Regions from separate parts of the Rattus norvegicus genome. Here region 1 is linked to region 2. Evidence: chromatin contacts called from public Hi-C data. All regions are on one chromosome and are shown on one strand. Each heading gives the region's core, a stretch centred on a gene start, on an enhancer-like site or on the middle of the called end of the contact. The rest is flanking DNA. Distances are from core to core; before and after follow the strand shown. Region 1 has its middle 18 kb from the start of Aspg. Region 2 holds the start of Atp5mpl (ATP synthase membrane subunit 6.8PL).

Evidence for each region. A called contact is a pair of places that touch in the nucleus more often than the background predicts.
Region 1: a contact with region 2 is called in a Hi-C map of Schwann cells, with 6 times the contacts expected there. The contact joins the enhancer-like site here to the promoter of Atp5mpl in region 2. A contact is called at or near these places in 5 of 12 Hi-C or Micro-C datasets (the A7r5 cell line, the Rat2 cell line, Schwann cells and 2 more).

What each region holds. Positions count from the first base shown.
Region 1 is chr6:136,978,463-136,981,316 of GRCr8, forward strand. No RefSeq gene overlaps it. Among named protein-coding and RNA genes, the nearest start is that of Aspg, 18 kb to the right of the region's middle. Within about 2 kb of position 1,344, at least 13 of the 93 cell types and tissues checked have an H3K27ac peak or open chromatin away from gene starts, as enhancers often do. A contact at or near this core is called in Schwann cells, where this site is marked.
Region 2 is chr6:136,843,828-136,847,122 of GRCr8, forward strand. Atp5mpl (ATP synthase membrane subunit 6.8PL) reads right to left here and starts at 1,813. Exons shown (of 4, transcript NM_001402160.1): 1 at 1,733-1,813.

The sequences.
Region 1 (2,854 bases), core at 94-2,593, 130 kb after region 2:
TTTCAGATTCAAAGCATAAAAACTATATGGCTTTGTTTCAGAAAACACTTGCTAAGTAAAAACCCATCCCTTGATATAATGCTGACTGATACACCTTAAACTCACAAGCACAAGGTCAAATGGCAGGAAGAGGTTTTGGAGTCTGGGTACCTTAGCTGGGGTTTCCCAGGCATGTCTGCCCTATGGCCTCAGTTCTGTTGCAGTTGCTCAGAAGTCAGCACAGGGATTCCTGAAGCTGCAAGGAGAACGAGGTGGTGTAGTCTGCAGGGTGGACGGTGCAGTCTGCTGGGTGGACGGTGCAGCCTGTGCGGTGGACCGCAGCTGTCCTGATGCCTCCCTCACAGGCCACTCCCATCCCTGTTGTGCTCCTGGGTGGCCCCTCCTCTTTTCCCCACTTCCATCAGTCAGTGTTGCCTCTGGCAAACCACGCTTGGTTCTGGATAGACTTAAGCACCCCCCAGCTACCGGATGTGTATGCGCTGCCAGAATTAAGCAACATCCACTCACAATCATTTTATTGCTGGGAGGACCTCAGCTGAATGTTGTTGCCCTCGGCTGGCTGGTGCTGGCCTCCCCGAGTCAGGGACGTCGTGTTGGGCTGGGAGGAGTGAGCTGAAGTGCCTGACACCTAATTCAGACACGTGTGAAACTGGGGAAGGAATTACTGGAATGTGTGGGCGGCTGTCAGGGCAGAGGAGGCAGCAGGTCTGTGTCCGGGAATGGCTGGGATGTATGTAGCAGAGGAGGCAGCAGGTCTGTGTCCGGGAATAGCTGGGATGTATGTAGCACGCTACAGAAGGAGCAGGAACAGTACAACTATCACAGAGACAAGGCCTCTTCCTCAGCCTGGACCCCCAGAGCCACCCTGGCAACAGCATCCTGGGGCTGGTTGCCATGGAGATGTCAAAGTGCTGTGTTCAGACATGGCAACGACCTGTTAATGTAAAAATGGGTTATGGCATTGGAGTGACAGCAGTTCACAGTGACTAGCAAGTACAGAAATAAGTCACCTCAAATGCAAATACGTTTAGGGAAAAGAAGTACAAGACGAACCCAGCTTTCTGCAAAACGAAGGACTCACGGGTACCACCACACCGCTGACAACAAGAGCCTTCAGCCTGGGGAAGCTCACAGCTCGGCCCTTGGAGCACAGCCGTGGGACTGTGCACGCAGAGCTTCCAACCCGGCCTCGACCTGCTCTTGATTCAGTGGGTGTGGGGGGCTTTGAAGGAAGGTCGATGGTCAGCTGGGAAGAGTAGGCGGGGGTGGGACAGGCTGAAGTGATTCTGAGAATGTGTGTGGAGACTCCCGGCCTGCCACGTGCTTGGCCAAACAGGGTGTCTGGGCTGTGGGCCAAAGGGAGGGAAAGCTGGGGAGACACAGAGCACAGGACGACACTGGGTCTCTCTCACCATCTGGAAATGTCTGCCCTGGACATTCCAGTCCCAGTACGGCCGAGGAATGCATGGCATACAAGGAGGCCGACAAAATGCCAGGAAAAGGCCATAAAATAGTGAGGATGGCCAGGCCTGCCACCCTAGCTGCTTTCCAGTCGGGGGCAGGAGGATTACAAGTTCCAGGTCATTGTGGCTTGCAATATTTTTTTCCTTAACATTTGTGAGAGATTAACATAAAGTGACGGTGCTTGACTGAAAGGGACACGTGGTCAATGAGAATTTAGAAACCACATTTTCATCATAGTCCATTTAAAATTATGCCCATGAATAATAAAAATGTAACCTCCCTCTTTCAAGTTTGGAAGTTATATGCTAAGAGCATGTTCCTAGACCACTCTTGGATCGAGGAGGAGATCACAGAGTATAATTACAGCCAGCGGGAGGAAGTGAGACCTTACATGACTAACGTGCGAGATGCCCAGGCTGAAAGAGACCCACCACACACTCTAAAACTCAAGGAAACGATTGCCGATGTGAGATGTATCTGAGGATGCGGGGCTAGCAGTGAATGGGGCTAAGTATGTCAGGACCCAGGTCCACAAACAGAGAAGGCCCTCGCTGGTCTGATTTAAAGCCAGGGCACCCAGACTATGCTGATGCCTCACACTTCCAAGGCCAGCCAATCGCCTGGCGCCATCGTCAGAAGTGCTGAATGTCGTCTACCAGGAAGCTCCAGGCTCCCAGTTTGGCACAGCCCGCCATGTTTGTCCCACAGCATAAGCACCCATATGTATATGGGGAGAGAGCGTCTTACCGAGAGCAATGAAGCAAATCTGGACAGGAAGAGTGAACCATCGGTTCTCCCAATTAGGGGTTCTCCCAATGAGTGGGCAAAGGCAATGCAGTTCTAACCTAATTAGAATCCCAGTGGGTTGGTGGTCAGAACTGGGTAAAACCGTCTTAAAGGCTGTATGGTGTGAGCCTCCGTTCCTCCCAGGCTGCCTATTCAGATGCTGAAACTCAAAGTCAGCCTTGACTCAGGCCAGCTCCCCCCACCAGAAACGGAGAGCCAGGCCTGGAGGCCCATGTCAGCAACCTCAGAACTCGGAGGCTGCCTCCGGCAGAGCCCAAATCTGAGGCCAGCCTTCCAGATACAGCAAAGGCAATTAACTCAGAGGAGGTATGAGCGCTTAAATTATAAAACAAGACTTGGCTGGGGACGTCGCTCAGCTGGTAGAGTGCTTGCCGAGCATGAAAAGCCCCAGAGTCTGTGAGGGCCCAGCCCTGGGGGCGGGTGGGGGTGGGGGTGGCAGATATCTGAGTTCTAGGCCAGCCTACTCTACAGATCTAGGTCCAGGACACCCAGGGCTACACAGAGAAAGCCTGTCTTGAGAAGAAAGAAAGGAAAAAAATGAAGGAAGAAACAAAAAGAAAGAGGAAAAAGAAAGAAGAAACTT
Region 2 (3,295 bases), core at 563-3,062:
CTTGAAATATAAAGGACCCTAGCGGGGAGGGTGGCAGCACAAGCCTTTAATCCCAGCAAATCAAGCACTCAGAAGAGAGGGGCTACCTCTGTGAGTTCAAAGCCAGCCTGGTCTATACGATAGCCAGGGCTAAACAACGAGAACCTGTCTCAAAAACCAAAACAAAACGTCACCCCCGCCCCCCCCAACAACAAAATGGATCCAGAATGGTACCTGGTGCACAGTGAGCACTCAGTAAGTGATCAAATCAGTAACAAGGAATTGCTACAGAAACTCACTAGAAGGCAGCAATTCCTAGGCCACTGGGATTCTAAGAAAGTACTTAGAGAGGTTTCATCTCATAGGCTGAGGAGAAGTGTTAAGCTATATCAAGGCCAGCACGGTATCAGTGCCTGACTTTAATCCTAACCCTTGGAAGGTAGAGGCAGGCAGGTGGATCTTTCTCAGTTCAAAGCCAGCCTGGTTTATCTGCAAAGGGAGTTCTAGGACAGTCAGGGCCACTACACAGAAACCTTATCTTGACCTCCCCACACCCTGAAAAAGATGTGGGTATCACAGGAAAGTCTAGAAATGGTAAAGAGAAGGGTGTAAAGGGATGCCAGTGACCTTGGTATTCTGTTCAGGATCGAGGGATCCTGGCACTGTGTCCTTATTCTAAACTGCCACAGGTCCCCACACAGTGGAGGCCTGTTGGCCAGTACATTCACACACACCCCCTTTTGTCTCTTGCTCCTGGACTTCCCGTCGGTCAGTGTGGTTGTATTTGACCACACAAGTGACCTGTTCCCAGTATTCAGTAAGGCCTCTACTCTTCCCACCTAAGTCTCTCTGAGCAACCGAAATTTCCAGTTGCTAGTTTTACACCAGATTCAATAAAAGATCATCCTACTCGAAGGTCAAGTGGCTCCCTATGTCTGCAGAGTTTGTGAAAATTATAGTAATAGCAAGCTATTACCTGGCAGTACACTGGAAAGAGGGGACACGCAACAGTCTGAGGTTTATAATGTGGTTTTATACAGATTCAAACATTCGCTTTGCCAAAGCCTAACTTGGAAGAAAACTTGGTATAATGGAAAGAACCTTGAAGTGATGTTTCGTGGCTTGGATTCTAGCTGCATCCCCAACTAGCTGAGTAACTTGAGTAGGTAACAAGATGCTCACAGTTGATGGTGAGCATGCTTTTTTGCCAAAGTCCATAGTTAACAAAGGTCCATCCTGTGTCAGCACAAGGACATAGTCCTGGCGGAGAGGACCTCCACTAAAACCTAACTCCTGGGCTACTTCTCTGTGAGGATCATACTAGAGTTCCCATTCCTCCACGTCTTGTGGAATAATCCCTCTTTCAGCATAACGATTTGATGTTTGAGCACACCCTCGCAGATTCTTACTAGTCCAAGGGATTGACAACAGCCCCTCCCCCCAGACAATCAGGAAGACTAACTCCAGAAACACTTTTGTAGTGTGGAGAACTGAACACCGTGCACATCGCTGCCCTCTGCGTGAGTGAGCCCCGGACACCCTCGCACTCGGGCACTCCCTCCATCACAGTCCGGGGGAACCCCGTGGACCCTCCTTGAAGTTGGCGGCGTAGGGGCTGACCCAAGGTCAGTGTGGATCGCAGAGTCCCTCGCTTGCGTTCCGCGACCTACTTGGGCCCCACCGCACCAGGTCCCGGCCCCACTTCAGTCCCCGCGGTTGGGAACACACAAAAAAGCCCAGACCCCGCTCTTACCTCAGCGGGATCAAGGCCACACTAGATTCCGCGACAGAATGGGAAAGGTCACAGAGCACGCAGGCGCCGCGCGGAGCCTGCTGGGAAAGCGGAAGGAGCGGATACGCTAGACGCCCGCTGTGGGGTCTTTCGCGCCTGCGCACCACAGCGCCCCCGGTGGTCTCCCCGGTGTTGCAAGCTTGGGTGGGGGTTAATCAAAACCTAGAGGAGCTGGGAGAAGAAGCCATCTGTGTTTCTATGTGTTATAAAACTGACCAGATTTCCCAGGGTTTGTAGGTTTCCGGTTACACATGACTTTCAGTGCTGAAACCAGGACAGTAGATAATCCGGACAAATTGAGTTTAAAGAACAAAAAGCCCTTTTTGCATGGTTTATGCCTTTAATCCTAGCCCTCAGGAGACAGAAGCAGCAGGATTGTCATAAATTTGACTTTCACGCCAGCCTGAAAATCTAAACCAAAAGCCGCGTGTGTTGGCGGACGCCTTTTAACCCAGCACTCAGAAGGCAGAGGCAGGCAGATCTCTTGAGTTCAAGCCTAGTCTCTCTTAGTGAGTTCCAGGACAGCCAGAGAGCTACACAGTGAGAACCTGTCTCAAAAAACCAAAAACCAAAACAAAATCAAACCAGGCATAATGGCTCAGGTCTTTAATTCCAGCACAAGGTGGAGGGCAGAGGCACAGGGTGGAGAGTGGGACTGTGGGTCTATTGACCCACAAGCTGTGGCCTGGGCTACTTAGTGAGATTCTCAGAGTCCCCCATCCCCAAACAAACAAAAAGAGCAAAACAACAACGAAAAAGGAAACCCTCTTGAAAAAAAATTTTTTTTTTTGGAGACAGGTTTTTCTGTAACTTGTTACATAGACCAGGCTGGCTCAAATTCAGAGACTTGCCTGCCTCTGCCTCCTGTCTACTGGGATTAGAGGCGTGCACCGCTTTGCCAGGAGTTTGGCATTTCTTGCCATTTTCTTCTGCATTGCTACTTTTTGCTCTACATGTTTGGTTGAGCAGCCGTTCTGTGAGTAGTAATTATCCTTTAAAAACGTAAAGTGATGCAGACTGACTTCTGCAGGAGCTCTAGGGATCGAACCTAAGGGTTTGTTTTCTTTTTGCTTTTGTGTTTGTTTGTTTGTTTTTTAAGTAAGTGTGCTAGCCAGGTGTGTGGTGATATAATCCTAGCACTTGGGAAGTAGAGGTAGATGACCAGGGTTTGAAGAGCACCCCGGGACCCCATTTTTAAAAAAATGAAACCGAAACAAATGAACAAAAAAAATGTTCTTGCCTTTTTTTTTTTGGTTTTAAAAAAGATTTTCTAGGTGTATGAGTGTTTTGCTCACATCTATGTCTGTGTACCAAGTATGTGCCTGTTCACTCTGGGAAGTTAGAAGAGGGCGCTGGATACCCCGCAACTGGGATTATGGATGGTTTTGTTCTACCACACTGGTGCTGGGATTTGAACCTGCGTCCTTCGGAAGAGCGACAAATGCGATGAATCACTAAGGCATCTCTTCAGCCCCAGACTTCTGTTTAAGAAACGACTAAAATCGGGGCTGGGGATTTAGCTCA